Regions from separate parts of the Rattus norvegicus genome. Here region 1 is linked to region 2. The links are chromatin contacts, called in public Hi-C maps. All regions are on one chromosome and are shown on one strand. Each heading gives the region's core, a stretch centred on a gene start, on an enhancer-like site or on the middle of the called end of the contact. The rest is flanking DNA. Distances are from core to core; before and after follow the strand shown.

Evidence for each region. Hi-C and Micro-C count contacts between places; a contact is called where the count stands out from the background.
Region 1: a contact with region 2 is called in a Hi-C map of prefrontal cortex, with 2.1 times the contacts expected there. The contact joins the promoter of Nup50 here to the promoter of Phf21b in region 2. A contact is called at or near these places in 4 of 12 Hi-C or Micro-C datasets (frontal cortex, liver, mammary epithelial cells and 1 more) and 1 of 1 datasets of contacts at active chromatin or transcription factors (oligodendrocytes).

The regions. Positions count from the first base shown.
Region 1 is chr7:117,925,985-117,930,216 of GRCr8, forward strand. It overlaps Nup50 (nucleoporin 50), which reads left to right and starts at 1,898. Exons shown (of 8, transcript NM_012991.2): 1 at 1,898-2,206.
Region 2 is chr7:117,861,342-117,865,628 of GRCr8, forward strand. Phf21b (PHD finger protein 21B) reads right to left here and starts at 2,800. Exons shown (of 13, transcript NM_001130680.1): 1 at 2,337-2,800; 2 at 1,411-1,476. The coding sequence starts at 2,390.

The DNA of each region.
Region 1 (4,232 bases), core at 648-3,147, 64 kb after region 2:
GCTCAAGGCTCTTCTACTTAGTGGCACAGTACTCACGTGTAAGAAAAACTTGGTTTTCCTGTTGGAGAAAGGCCTTTAACTTGCAATCCTGTCCCAGTTCCTAGGTTACTAAAACTGCCTATAACCTGAAAGAATGCAGGCAGGTTTCACACTGACATCTCACTCCAGTGAATCCAGCTTTCAGCTAGGTTTTTGTTCCTTAATACTGAGTAGTGGAATCACAGGGGTGGGTTACTTTCAGTTTACTTAGTTTTTGTTTTGCAGTACTAGGGCTTTAGGGCCTCATGGCTGCTAGGCAAATACCTCTGAACTACATCGCTAATCCTTTCTGAGTTTTATTTGGTTGTGGTTTTTTTGTTTTGTTTTTTGTTTTTTTGATTCAGGGTCTCAATATGTGGTGCTGGCTGTCCTGGAACTACGGAGATCAAGCCAGCCTGGAATTCAGAGATCTGCCTCTTACTCTCAAGTACTGGGACTATGCACAGCCATTTTTGTATTTTGTTTTTTAAAGAAGGTCTAAGTTGCTCAGGCATGCTCAGCATCATTTTATCTGAGGCCCAGATAGGCCTTAAAATTTTGATCCTCCTGCCTCAACTGTCTGAATAGCTATGATTGTAGGTCTGGTCTGTATTAATGAGAGAGAATCTTCTTGTTACTCTGGCTGGCCTGGGTTGATCCTCTTGCCTCAGCCTTCCAGTAACTGTGACTTTAGTTGGAAACCCCCATGACCTGACTGATTTCAGATACTTAAATTATCTCTGGAGTATATTACCAAATATGATGTTAGTTAGTTGAAATGTGTAGAGAAGGACAAGAAAAATATCTGCATGTTTAACACAATTTTTCAGAATACACTTAATTGGCAGTCAGTTGAATTCAGAACAAATGAATTAAATGCAATCCGGTTTTTTCTTTCACTCTGCTGGATCTGGGGACTGAATTTAGGTCTCTCCATGTGCTAGGCAAGTAGTCTACCACTGTGCCAGCCAGTCTCCTTTTGTAGTTCTTGTCGATTGACAGATAAAACACCCTGAAAATAAGGGATTTGATTTCTCCTTGGAACCCCTTTTCCCCTTTCCCAAGAGTTAGGAACTATTGCTCTAGAAATGCTAGTTTCTCTGAGAGCAGTTTCTAGATGGCTAAAGATGGGTCTGACATTCTGGTTCACAATCAGAAGAATGTGAACCCAACCGGAATCCCTCTTTTAACAACTGAACCGCTTGATAATGCTGTAGTCAGCCAAAAGCATAAAAAACGCGAGTCCTGATCCAGGACGCAGGTGGTTCATCCCGCAGTGAAGAATCCCTCCGGGGACTTCATCTCCTGTGGGCCCTAACTGGCCGTGCAGCCTTGGGCAAATTTAATTCACCTTTACAGCTCCCAACGAGGAAATCTGTGGACGTCTATCACAAGGCAGCAATTGGGGTGGATGACTCTTGGGTCCGTCCCTCAGGGCTCTCCAGCCCCATATCCGGAAGAGTCACCATAAGCTTCCAAGCCGCAGGCTGAGATCCACCCTCCCTAAGGCCCATCCACGTGAGAATCACGTTGCACACGCCTCGTGCTCCCTCAGATTCACGGCCTGCCTCCTCAGCCACCCACCACACTATCGGAGTCCTCCAAAGTCAGTGACCACAACTCCTCCCGCCAGTGTCTCAGCAGCGATTGGCGCGCGAACTTCCTCAAACCGGGATGGCGGTCGACACGTGACCAACGTGCTTAACCCGCGCAGACAGTGGCGTTGGCTCTAGGCCGGCAGCCCGCACTCCCTTTCGCGCACGCGCGAGATCCGACGTTCCTCCCAGCAACTGTTTCCAGGGCGGGCTTGCGCATGCGTCGCGTGACACCCAGCAGCCCGCAGGAAGAGGTCCGGGCGGGTGAGCTCCGACGCGCTTGCGCAGTAGCTGGATGAGGGCGTTGCTTGCCTCCTCCCTTTTTTTTCTCCGATTGGTTCTGAGGGGTATATTCGAGTTGCAAAATGGCGGCCCCGAGCGCTCTCTTCAGCGTTCAGTAGCAGCTTCAGGCTGAGCGGATGTCTCTTCTCCTCAGTTTCGGACTCAGAGACACGCGGCTCCCGACTCCTGCTGATCACGAAGTCCTTGAAGGCGCTCAACGCACCGGAATCTCCCAGCGGCCGCGACCGCCGCCTCGGCCCTGCTCTCCGCGGCGCCGGAACTCAGCGTGATCTGCGGCGGCCGTCTAGGAGGTGAGGACCGGGCAGGCCGGGAGGGCGGGGCGGCGGCGGTCTTGGCGACGCGGCGGGCTGTTTGTGAAGCCAGGCCGGGCCAGGCCTGCCGGGCGAGCCGCCTGGCCACTGGAGGGCTCGGCTAGGCGCGGGCCTCGACCCGGGCGGAGGTAGGCGGCGGCGGCGGCAGGGCCTCCATGGTTGGCCTTCATCTCTCACTTGTCTCCCGACTGGGCCCGGTGCATGCACTCACGGTATTCCTAGGCCGTTGGTCACCCGGGTCCGTCCAAAGCAAGTTTTGAAGTTTGGGCTTTCCGGGGCGTTATAGTGATCTCGATCGGCTCCTAGTGTTTTCGTGTGAAATTCATCTCTGACAGCAGGGTTGTACCTGGTGTGCACATTACCCGAAGCGGCCGTTCGTGAATAATGTATTTTCCCCCACTGGCAACTTCCTAGCTTCATATCATGAAAGCATTTCATGGAGCCATTTTACCCACAGACGCTGACATTTGGCAAACTCTTCCGGGCAGCTGGTGTAACTCATTTGTTATGGGAATTAAATTTCCCGGTAACACATTGGTAGGTTTCTCTAGCACGTACAAGACCCTGGATCCTGTCCCCACAGCTCTAAAAGAAAAAAATAAAAGAAAAATTTTTTCCTTTCAAAAGAGGAAAATTAACTATGGAATGTGGAATAAGGTGTTTGATGTTCTTTTAAGTGTGTATCTCCTGTGCTGTCCTTAAACTTGTCCTGTGGCTTAGATTGGCCTCAAACTGTCATCCTGCCTCAGCCTCACTTTGCCATCACCCAGGTTGGTGAAATGTGTTTTAAAAGTTTAGCCTGTAGTTCGAGTTACTTTGTTTTCCCACTCTACAACTTCTGAGTATGGGGGTAAAAATAGTATATATATATTTTTTCTGGTTATTATTTTGACAAGACACGTCTCTGTTTTAGCCACTGTTCTAGGCGATGCCTTCTTTAAGTTTTCATAGCACTCCCTCTGCCCCACACATAATCATTCACCAAACTCATTTGCCCAGGATCTCTCAGCTTGTCCTGGAAGCTAGCACTAGTATCTTGTATTTTCTCAAATAAGTAATGCCTCAGACAACTGATTCAACAACAGATTGTCATCTATGAGCCAGATATGTTTGGAAAATTTTGGAGTCATCACGAAACAGAACCAAAATCCCTGCCCTCTGGTTTATCTGAGTAGGTGTGAAATGGCAGTTAGTCTGTCAGGTACAGTCTGCTCTCTAGTTTCAAGTCTAAGCTGGATGTTAAAATTTCACATAGTACCATTTGGTTTTCCACCGTTCCTTTTGTCCACATCTTAAAACAGTACATCTAACCAGGTCACTGCTTGCCCCTTTTGCCCTCTGGTGGTGATGTTAGGTAATGATTAGAAAAGTTTCCCTAGCGATCCAGAGACCTTACCTGTGAACAGTTCTGTAAAGAATGCTATTTCTGATAATATTAATTTTGCAGCGTTTCGGGGAGGAGTTATAAAGAGAGGGTTCCCAGTTACTGGTATTTATTAAAATTCATGCTATATATTTTAGAATCTTCGATTTAAAAATCATTTTGTAATAAAAAAATGCCTATAAGAGAAAAATGTAAAAGGTTGGGATGTATCAATATCAAAAGCTGGGCACAACATACACGCACACTCACTCACAAACTCACTCCTCTCTCTCTCTCTCTCTCTCTCTCTCTCTCTCTGTCTCTGTCTCTGTCTCTGTCTCTCTGTCTGTCTCTCACTCTCTCACTCCCCACACTCCCACCCACCCCGCACATCAGATTTTGCAGGGCTTTGGAATTTACTGGTTTGAAACTTACTCTATAGTTGCTAATCTGCTGTGGTTAAGTTTTGGGTAAGTTTGTAGTTAGTGACTGTTCCAGGCCTACTCTGGTGGGATGCTGTGCTGAGGGTAAATGAACGGAGAAAGAATCAGGAAGGAGTACCTACTGCCAGCCTGGGCAAGTATCCCTGCTGCTTCAGCTGCTCTGAAGAAACCAAACAGTGCTTAGAACCAAGCCCCCAGA
Region 2 (4,287 bases), core at 1,550-4,049:
GTATCTGGTTTGATTCTACACAGTGATTAAACATCTTTGTGCTCTGCGGAAAAGGGTCTTCCAACCCCTCCCCCTCCAAAAAATGGCATCGAAGCAATCAAAATGGTAATGCCGGGCCTGGGTCCCCTCCCCCCGCGAACTCCCCGACTTCGCCGGGGCCGCGCGCAGGCCCCCCTCCGGCGGGAATGGAAGCTTCCACTCGCGGACGGGGGCGCGCAGCCCGGGGGTTTGGGGCGGGGGGGGGGGCGGGCTCCGACAGAAAGGGGCAAATGCTTGACTCCCCAGCCTACGGTCCAGCCCGCGGTCCCTATGCTCTTGCGCTCTCCCTCCCACCACTTTGCAACTTTAAAGACTCGGCTTGGAGCACCGGCCTGCGAGCCGAAGCATCCTCCCGGACAACTGCGAGCTCCGGGCCGCTGGGGAGGAGGGACCCCGTGGGCTGGAGGAGGGGGAAGTCGGCCGGGCCGGGGGTCCTCCGGCTTCCCTAGTCCGGGACCGGCGGCGACATTCCGAAGGAAGCGAGAGCTATGCCTGGGCCCGGGCAGCGCGCGGGGGGAGGGAGGGGCGCGCCCCCGCCCGCCGCCTCGGAGACCCGGGTGCACCATTGGCTGTACAGCTCAAAGTTCTCGGCCGGCGGCGCGCAGGGGAGGGGGCGCGCGCAGAGGGGGAGGGGCTCGGGGGCGCGCAGCCGGCCGGGCTCCGGCGGCGGCATCTGTTCGTGGTGCTGAAACCCGGAGCGCTGAGCTCAGCGCAACTAACTCACAATGGACAACTTTTCTTCACCGTGGGGGCGGCGGGCGCGCACCCCCATGGCTGGAGGTCCTCGCGGGTCCCCACATCCCCTTCTAGGCATAGGCACTCAAGTTAGGGCAGAACTGGGGGTCCCGGGGGCGCCTTTCTTTTGTTCCCCGGGAGCTGGCGTCAGATTCCGAGAATAAAAAGTGAGGCCGGCGGGATAGCCGGGAAGGGGCAAGCTAGAAGGGTCACCAAACCTGGTCGGCAGTACCACGCGGAAATGGCTTCCAAGGAGTTTGGGGTGCAGGCCCGAATTACCGCCCCCTTGTGTCCCCCTCCCACCGCAGCAGGGATCAGGGAATGCCGAGGCCGGGGAATGTCCACGTTCCCAAAACATGTCCACCGCTCAAGATGGACGCCGGGCAGCCGGCGTCTCGGAGGTACGGCGCAGATCTTTGGCCGGCCGCCGGAGCCTCGCGCTCACGCTCCCCTCAGCCACCACAAACAGCTCTTTCTATCAAGAAAGGGAGGATGGCAACTTTGAGGACTGCTGCCATAACCCCACGGGAGTCGGAGCGTGCGGCGACCGCACGGGCACTTTTTAGGGTGCTGCCAAAGTGCCCGGCGACCCTCCCTGGACCCTGGTTCCCTGTGGGGGATAAGCCCCCTCCTTACTTGTTTGTCGCTGAGCGCTGCGATCCGTGGCTGCCTTTCGTGGAGCTGCTTCTTGAGGTCGCCGTTCTACGGAGACACAGAGGAACCGGCTCAGCCTGGCCGCCCCGGGGAGTGGGTGGCAGGCGAGCCCCGAGCCCCGCATCCCCACCACCCAATGCCTGGCGGACCAGGCCAACCGAAGCGCGCCCCAACTTTCCAGGGCCGCTTCCCTCACTCGGGCCACCGTGCAATGTCGCGCGGAGCAGCTTACCTGTGGCTGCCGCCTCATTGGGGCAGCTCCCGGGGCGGGGCGGGGGCCGAGGCCACCCGGCGGCGCGCCCCGAGCCGTGCAAGTTTGCAGGCCGGGGTGCGGGTGCGAGTGAGTGTAAGAGTGTGTGCCGGGGGAGGGGGGACGAACAAAGAGCCAAGTAAACACGGCGAGTCCGTGTCGAGCAAAGCTCATAAATATTCAAGTCGCGTCCTAATCTCCCCAACACACACACACGCGCACGCCGCAATACCGCTCGGGCACCGGCCGCCTCTCGCCCGACTCACAATCACCAAACTACTTTTGCTAACAGCGAGGGTAGGTGCCGGGTTGGGCCCGGAGCAGGAGGCTAGGAACGGGCCTGTCCATGCATCCTGTTCCCTGGGAAGCTCTAGGAGGGTCCCCTTTCCGGGTGCCCGAGTTGTGCAAACCGGGCAACCGCAGAGAAGACGCCACGCTGGGGTCCCACGAACCCTGAATCTGCAAACAGTGCTGGATCGCACGGGAGCGAGAGGGAGAGGGAGACCCAAGGGTTACATCCCAGCCCCGGGACATGCTCCGGGAAGGGGCCTGTTTCCAGCACCTCTGAGACCAAGAGTTAGATATGGGGCTTGGGTCCCTCCAGCTTCCACTGCCCGGACCACTACTGCTCCCCAGCCCAGGTTCCCGGACCACCTACCTGGTGGCGCGCGAGTTCCACTGCGAGCGCCTCGGACCGGCTTTGCAGCTCCATCGCCGCAACTTGGGCAGCACTTTGAGCTCACTTTGGCCGGAGCTCGCAGGAAGTTGTGCGGCTCGGCGGGAACCAGACCGGGAGAACTCGGATCCGGCGTCCCGGGCACTGAGAGACACGAGTCCCCTCCTGCAGCGCCGATAGGAAAGGAGGCTGACGAGAGGGAAGAAAGGCGAGCTGGCGCCCAACTCTTCCGGCTGCCGCTAAGTTGCGCCGGGTGCCCGGGCTGCCTGCGCCGCCCGGCGCATGGCCCCCCGGCGCCGGGAGCCCCGCGCAGCCCCCCAGCGCGCGCCCTGGCGCCGCCCGCGCCAGCTGACCGCCGGCAGGGACTATATTTCCTCCGGCGCGCGCGCCTGGATCTCGCTGGGGCCGCGGTAAAGTTGTGCCTCGGCACGATGCTAATTCGGCAGTGCCCGGATGGAGCGGGCCGGGGCGGCAGGGGGCGGTGCCGGGAACCCGCCGCCCGCCCCGCCCCGCCCGCGCGTGCGCATTGCGCTCGGCCCGGCGACCCGGCTCGGGGAACAAAAGTGGCGGCTGAGCGGAGCGCAAAGTCGCGGCTCTAAGAGCCGAGCGCCCGAGCGATCTCCTCGACGCGTAGCCGAGAGCAGGGAGAGCTGGGAATGCTTTCACAGCCTCACTCCCGGAGCGACACTTCTCGCAGCAAACTGAGATGCCCCCCTCCTGCTTCTTGCACCTCCTCCCTCCTCTACTTCCCCTTCTCGCCTCGCTCTCCGGTTTTATTTAAATCACCCGGTTCTCTCCCGCAGCGCCGAGCGCTGCGAGTCGGAGACTAAATCAGTCCTGTCGCCAGAGTCCCAGTGCCTAATGGCCGCTGTGGTGTTTAAACAGTATGAAAACTGATCTCTTGACTGGTCCTTTAATGATTTTTTTACACTCACAATTAAACTCTCAACAGATGTCACTTGCCTTTTTTTTTCCCAGACAGTTGTTAAAAATCGTAAACACGACAGGTCAGTGTGACATAAAGCAAACATAACTACAGCTGCGGAGATGACATTTCAGAATTCCCAGTCCCGGGGCCGGGGTCAACGTCTCGGAGTCGAGATTACTGCGGCGGAGTTTCCTGTCCTCATCAATTAATGTCGGGGCTTTGTGCCCTGCTGGGAGCAAGCACACTAGTGTATTTCAAAGAGGCAAGGGAAAGGGGGCCTCCGTGTCAGAGTAACCCTGAATTGACAGCGACTCAACCAACTCTTTCTGTGGGTCACAAGAAAAGGAGGAAGGAAGGAAAGGAAAGAAAATGCAGGCACACTAGTCAGAAATATCCCTACCAGTCAGAAATATCCCTTCGATGGATGCTAACAGTTTACATATTTCCTTAACCCCTCAGCAGAAAACACACACACACACACACACACACACACACACACACACACACACCCCAGAACACCAGTGTTGTTAGGGTTATATGCAGTATTGATGACAATCGACAAAGATAACATGACAATGATCTAACCGGTTGACTGGACTGATTCCTCCCACTTCTGGGTTAGACTCAATTCAAGACAATGTCTCTGTCTCTGTATCTCTCTCTCTCTCTCTCTCTCTCTCTCTCTCTCTCTCTCTCTCTCTCTCTCTCCCCCCCCCCCCCTTTGTAGTTTGTAGCTCCAGGGACTAGAGCATACTAGGCAAGCCTCTGTACACGAGCCACGCTTGAAGCTCCACTCATGGTCTTCTGCTAGGGAGGACTGGAGCTTAGTTGGGGACTGGTGTTTGGAGAACCAGGAGGGGCATGTGCTAGCCAAGAGGCTCCCTCCTGTGATTTCTGTAAATGTCATTGGCTTTTTGGCAAAAACTCAGGGTTATCTTCCTGGCCATGTGGTCCTCCCATAACAGGATAGACTTTCTGGTTGTCTTTGGCTAGCACAAACTCTAG